2 separate regions of the Mus musculus genome follow, and region 2 is linked to region 1. A link is a contact called in public Hi-C data. All regions are on one chromosome and are shown on one strand. Each heading gives the region's core, a stretch centred on a gene start, on an enhancer-like site or on the middle of the called end of the contact. The rest is flanking DNA. Distances are from core to core; before and after follow the strand shown.

Region 1 (2,700 bases), core at 112-2,611:
GAGTTGCTGTGATACGGTTTGTTTGGCCTTCAGCAGCTTGTGGATTTTTAGTGAGCAGAAGATGATATTGTTTTTTATTAAGTTAGTCATAGTTGTGAAAACACAGGAACACCTGAGAAACTGAAGGGAAAAAAAAGATAGTCACAATTTTAGTCATGTAGGGTTGAACTTTCTACTGCAAGTAGAAGTAGACCCTTGATAAGTTCCATCCACACTGGCTTTGCACACACAGATGGCTGGTTTGTTCCCTTTGTTCTCTATTATGTTTGTATCCCATATGTATGTGTGTGTGTGTGTGTGTGTGTGTGTATATATATATATATATATATATATATATAATGTAGATTTTATAATAAATGGATCTTTTGAATTTGGTTGAGTATTTAACATTTCAAATTATATTCTTACTGTTTTATGAAATCTGGTTATTTTGTGAGAAGTGGTTATATTTCTGTTAGAATTTCTTGGGGGGTGGTACAAGTGAACCCTAGTTTATTTGCAGTAGGCTGTCTCCTCATTGGTGCTAATGTGATACATTTGCATGCTTCCCTGCTTGGCTTCGCCTGTGTTGCAGCAGGGAGCAGGGGGGCGGGGCCGTGTCCGTGGGGTCAGCACCCACCCATTCCCCCAGGTGCTCTCCTATCAGAGGACCCTAACTTGTCTGTCACTCATCAACAGTTTATTGTAAAGAACTTAGAAATAAAACCCGTTGTGTATCAGGGCCTCCATTTTGAACGCACTTTTGGCCAATCTCAGTACTTTCCATGCATTGACTCGTTCAGTCCCAACACCAATAGCGTGGGTGTAGGCTTTTGGTAGCCTCACTCAGCAGATGGGAAACTGGGCAGAGGGAGTTACTAGTCCGGCCACTCTCCCAAGGTCCTCAAAGCCTACGTGGTGAGATAGGTTGTGAAGCCAGGCAGATGGATTTTCCAATCCGTGTTCTAACCATAGGAAACACTGTAAACACAAAATTTTAACCTATTTAAACTGTGCATCATTACTGAAGGCATTCCAGACAGTTGACAGATAAAGTATGTAAGAAAGCAGTGTATTAACAAATTGAAAGTCAAAACACCTTAGGGCTGTAATTCTCTATATTTACCAGTAGAGGGAAGTCCAGTACCAACCGAGCACGCTGAGCTTGCTAACAGCTGTTAACCACAGCCAAGTGACAACTTAGTAGATGTCATTGGTAAAACAAGGCTAGATTGAGAAGTGTGCAAGCATCTTCTGTAAAGGGCAGTCACAAATTATAAATTGGCATATCCTTGACATTTTTAATCATGCATCAGTCAGCTAATTCAACTTTCCCCCAGCAAATAGACACATAGCTTTAATTACACTAGTGTATAGGTAGTGTACGGTTGTCAAGAATTGTATGGGCTCTGGAAGATCATGCTCAAGTTGTCAGACTCAGTGGCAAGTGCTTCTACCCACTGAGCCATCTTGCTGGCCCACAAATAGATGTTTGTGAAAAGTCAATAATTAAAGCAAGCCATGCCAGTATTTAATTGTTAACATTCAAGATTGCAGTAGGATTATCCCCACTGTAAAGCTACAGTATGGCTGTTTTGCTAGGGAGTGGCACAGGAACCACTGTGAGCAACACGGGTGGGTTTCATCCTGTGGCACCTGCCTGGTTAACCTCCCTAAGGACCCTTCTGTTTAGCTCTGCTTTAAGCAGCTGGTAGCTATGGGGCTGTGCCAAGCCTCCTGTTGCTAGCTTTCTCTGGAAGCCCATACCTTGCTTTCAGCTTACATAATCCTGTTTGAAGTCAGAGGATGACTAATCTTAACAGCTGATTAACACTTAATTTAAACAGTGAATATTCAATTTGTATTAGCACAATCCTGTGCGCTCTAACAAACTTTCATTTGTTAAATCCTCCCCACAACTCCCTCAAAGGGACCATCACACTCCCTTCTCAGAGGCGGGAAGGGGTCAGTACTAGACCCAGGATGATACCATTATAGTGCTGAGCCGAGACTCAAACCCCAGGCAGTCTGCCTCCAGTCTGAGCTACTCACAAGCTCCCCCACCCTACAGCATCAGCCATTCCCTGTGGCTTTAGTTCTTCTGTCATGTTAAGGGCAGCATGCAACTTCTGCTCCACCAGAGGACACACTGGTGGTATTTTTATTTTTATGAGGATCCCTACTCCTGCTTCAAGACATTTTCCTTAAAAGCCCATTGGTATATGTGACCATTGCCTGCTCTCTGTCTGGGACCCTGAGCTTCTCTCTACTGCTGCATCTGTTGTAATAGTTGCTTCCTGGGCTGGCTCTCCCCAGTCTCACCAGGTTCTGCTAAGGATAGGAACTGGGTCTTATTCATTTACTTCTGTCTACGCCCAACAGTCACTAGGTATATACTCCATTTAGCACAGCTTTTCAAGAGTTATCCCCATTCTGTAGATGAAGACAGTGGAGTGTATGTCACATAAGCAGCTCACCTAAGGTCATTTTCTTCCAAGTAGTACAGTTGTGATTAAACCCAGAGTGCCTGATTGATAATCGGTGCATGCCACTCTTAGACTATGAGACCTCTTTTGACACATGGCTTCCCATTTGTCAAAACAGACTTGATGTGAATTTAAAACTCAGGGCTGGGCCCAAGGTGGGTGTGGTTGTGAATCTGAGAGATGGCGGCAGGAGGATCAGGCATTTAAGGTCAACTCAGCCTACAGGAGATTGCCT
Region 2 (2,700 bases), core at 168-2,667, 300 kb after region 1:
CTTATGTTGTTGATTCTGACATTTGTTATTTCATTCATGACTTTTATGCTTACAAATTCATCTTTTAATTGGCAACCAGAACATTTCTTTCTATTTTCTATGGTTCTTAGTATAAAATTGCTTTTAATATACTTTCTTACCCTAAGGTCAGAATAACTTGTAATTACTCTAATCAATTTTCTATACCATATATTCATGATCCACTTCCCCCCTAGTTATGGGGGTACCTTCCTAATCACATATTAAAATCACATATTATTTCATACATAGTAAAGTTACCAAATATTTATTTAATATACTTTCAAATTACCCATAACGTGACCTTTATACAAAGATCTCCAGACAACTCATTGTTAATTTTTATTCTTTAATTTGATTTTTATAAATTACTACACATCAATATGGCTTCTTGGTGTGGGGCACACATGTTCTTGGGACCCCCTGGACTAACTGTAGAATTAGACTCGTGGTAGACTTTCTAACATGAGAAATATTCTATTTTATGTAGCACAGAGAGGGGTACAAAGCAGATACATACACAATGTTTGCTATTAAATTTTTTTCTTCTTGTGAATAAAAGAGGATTGATATTTCTTGAATGTTGTAAAGCAGGGATGTTTCCAGAAGGTGGCTAACCCCCCCCCAACCCCCTTTATTAAAAGCATCTGTGCCTGGCTAGTGGCAAACAGCCAAAAATCCTCAAGTGGTTGGCTCTGGGAAATCACAGGGAGATAGAACACAGCCGAATCCTAAGATGGAACAAACTGTAAAATCATGCCGTGTCGTAATTTGATGACCAACAGGGAAGGGTTTTTTTCTGCCTCATCAAATTTTATAAAGTAAAGTATTTATGATTTTCCTGTGAGTTTACCAGATAAGAAGAAAAACATAGAGCCGTGGTCTGATGTAGGCCCGACATAGGTGCACACATACCTGAATGCAGGGCTGGGAAGGGAAAGAGAGACAGAGGCAGAGAGCTCCCATATACTCCTCCTCCAGGTGGCAATCATCTATCAGTGCTCGTGGGTGACAAGGGCGTTAAAAGTCTCACATGGAGTCAACCTGGCTGCTTTTCAGAAGCGTTTCTGTCCTTACACATGAATCGGAGGATGATTCGTCTGCTTGGGAATTCGCAGGACGCCAAACCAAATTAGGAAGCCAGGCAGCTGTGACCTGGCTTTGTAAGGGCCAAGGAAGCTGCAGTTTCAATTCTGAACCTTGCATCTCAAATCATCCTCTGTCCCTCTGTCCCTCTGTCCCTCTGTCCCTCTGTCCCTCTGTCCCTCGGGATACATGCGCCCCTCAGGGACTTCAGTAAAGGAACAAGCTCTTGCATTACCCCAAGCCTTCTATGAGACACTAGACTTGTGAGAGAAGCAGGCAGTCTGAGAGGACAAGGCGACTGGAGTCAGAGTGAGTGTGAGTCAGGAAGGACGGCTTGCAAGAGTTACCTTACAAAGAAAGGAGGAGCCGCCGAGGAAGAGAAACCACCCTGGGTCTGAGTTCTGAGATCACTTCAGGTGTGTGGCACTCTGTCTCACTCAGCAAATAAAATTCACAATTTAAAAAGTCGTGGGGTTCGTTGTTGTTGTTGTTTTTGCAGGAAGATATACAAGTTGGGAAGAGACTAAAGGAGCAGGCTGTTGGGATCTGGCACTGTTCCTCTGAATTGTGATACACTCACAAGTTACCCCACCCACCAGTGTAACTTTTTATTTTGAAACCTGGTTTAGCTTTCTTTGAAGAATTTGAATGGTATTGTGAGATAATTTTTATTTATTTATATTCATCACCAAATTGGTTTTGTTTCTTAAAACAAAACAAAACAAACCAAAACAAAAAACTGTTTTATAAACAACTTCGTAGTGATCCCTGAAGTGCTAAATACATGCACACGGGCGCGGACAGACACAGACAGACATACATACACACACACACACACACACACATACACACACACACACACACACATGGGAGAGGGAATGAAGGGGGGCGGGAAGCATCTTAGGTTGCCCAGATGGTGGGATGCATTTGGCTATGAACATTCTAATTTGAGGAAACATACCGTGGAGACAGCTTGATAAGCAGGGGGATTTTTCGTGCATTTATTTCTATAAGAACTCTAGCATTTCTATTTCTAGTTTGGTGACAAGCAATGTTCTCTTGGTTTTTTATTTAGGGTAAAGCTTGCATAACTATCTGCTGGATTCTTTCCTTACTATCGTTTCACTGGGAGTGGCTGTTGCCTTGGAGATGATAGCTACAGCCTCCTCAATGCGTTATTGATCCAAGGAAAGGGATTTAAGTCAAACTAACCTATGTTATCTCTAATATGGGATTATTTGCACAGGAGCATTGAAATGGGAGACTATTTCCCAAATAACTTATTTCCCAAAGAACCCCATTTGTTGCCCAGCATCCTGCTCACAGGGGAGCAGAACTAACCCAGAACGTGGCTCTCCACACACAGCGACTTTCATCTTCTTCCTCAGCACCTGCCACTCAGCTCGGCTCTCTCAGCCTCACACCATTCTATCCTTCAAATGAGGCCTGCGCATCAATAAGGAGCTTCCCTGGTGCTTCCCAGGGGCAATAGAATTCACCAGTGGTAACTGCAGCACTGCACTGTTTACCAGAACATAAAGTTCGGTTGAAATCCCACAGTGACGTCATCTCCCAGCACTTGCTGATGGAGCTGGA

The links. Hi-C and Micro-C count contacts between places; a contact is called where the count stands out from the background.
Region 2: a contact with region 1 is called in a Hi-C map of cortical neurons, with 2.2 times the contacts expected there. The contact joins two enhancer-like sites. A contact is called at or near these places in 2 of 484 Hi-C or Micro-C datasets (cortical neurons and nephron progenitors) and 1 of 9 other capture datasets (embryonic stem cells).

What each region holds. Positions count from the first base shown.
Region 1 is chr10:20,360,935-20,363,634 of GRCm38.p6, forward strand. It overlaps Mtfr2 (mitochondrial fission regulator 2), which reads left to right. Exons shown (of 7, transcript NM_027930.3): 7 at 1-735. Among named protein-coding and RNA genes, the nearest start is that of Mtfr2, 14 kb to the left of the region's middle. Within about 2 kb of position 1,362, at least 12 of the 459 cell types and tissues checked have an H3K27ac peak or open chromatin away from gene starts, as enhancers often do. A contact at or near this core is called in cortical neurons, where this site is marked.
Region 2 is chr10:20,656,819-20,659,518 of GRCm38.p6, forward strand. It overlaps a transcript of Pde7b not described here. Among named protein-coding and RNA genes, the nearest start is that of Pde7b, 110 kb to the left of the region's middle. Within about 2 kb of position 1,418, at least 49 of the 459 cell types and tissues checked have an H3K27ac peak or open chromatin away from gene starts, as enhancers often do. A contact at or near this core is called in cortical neurons, where this site is marked.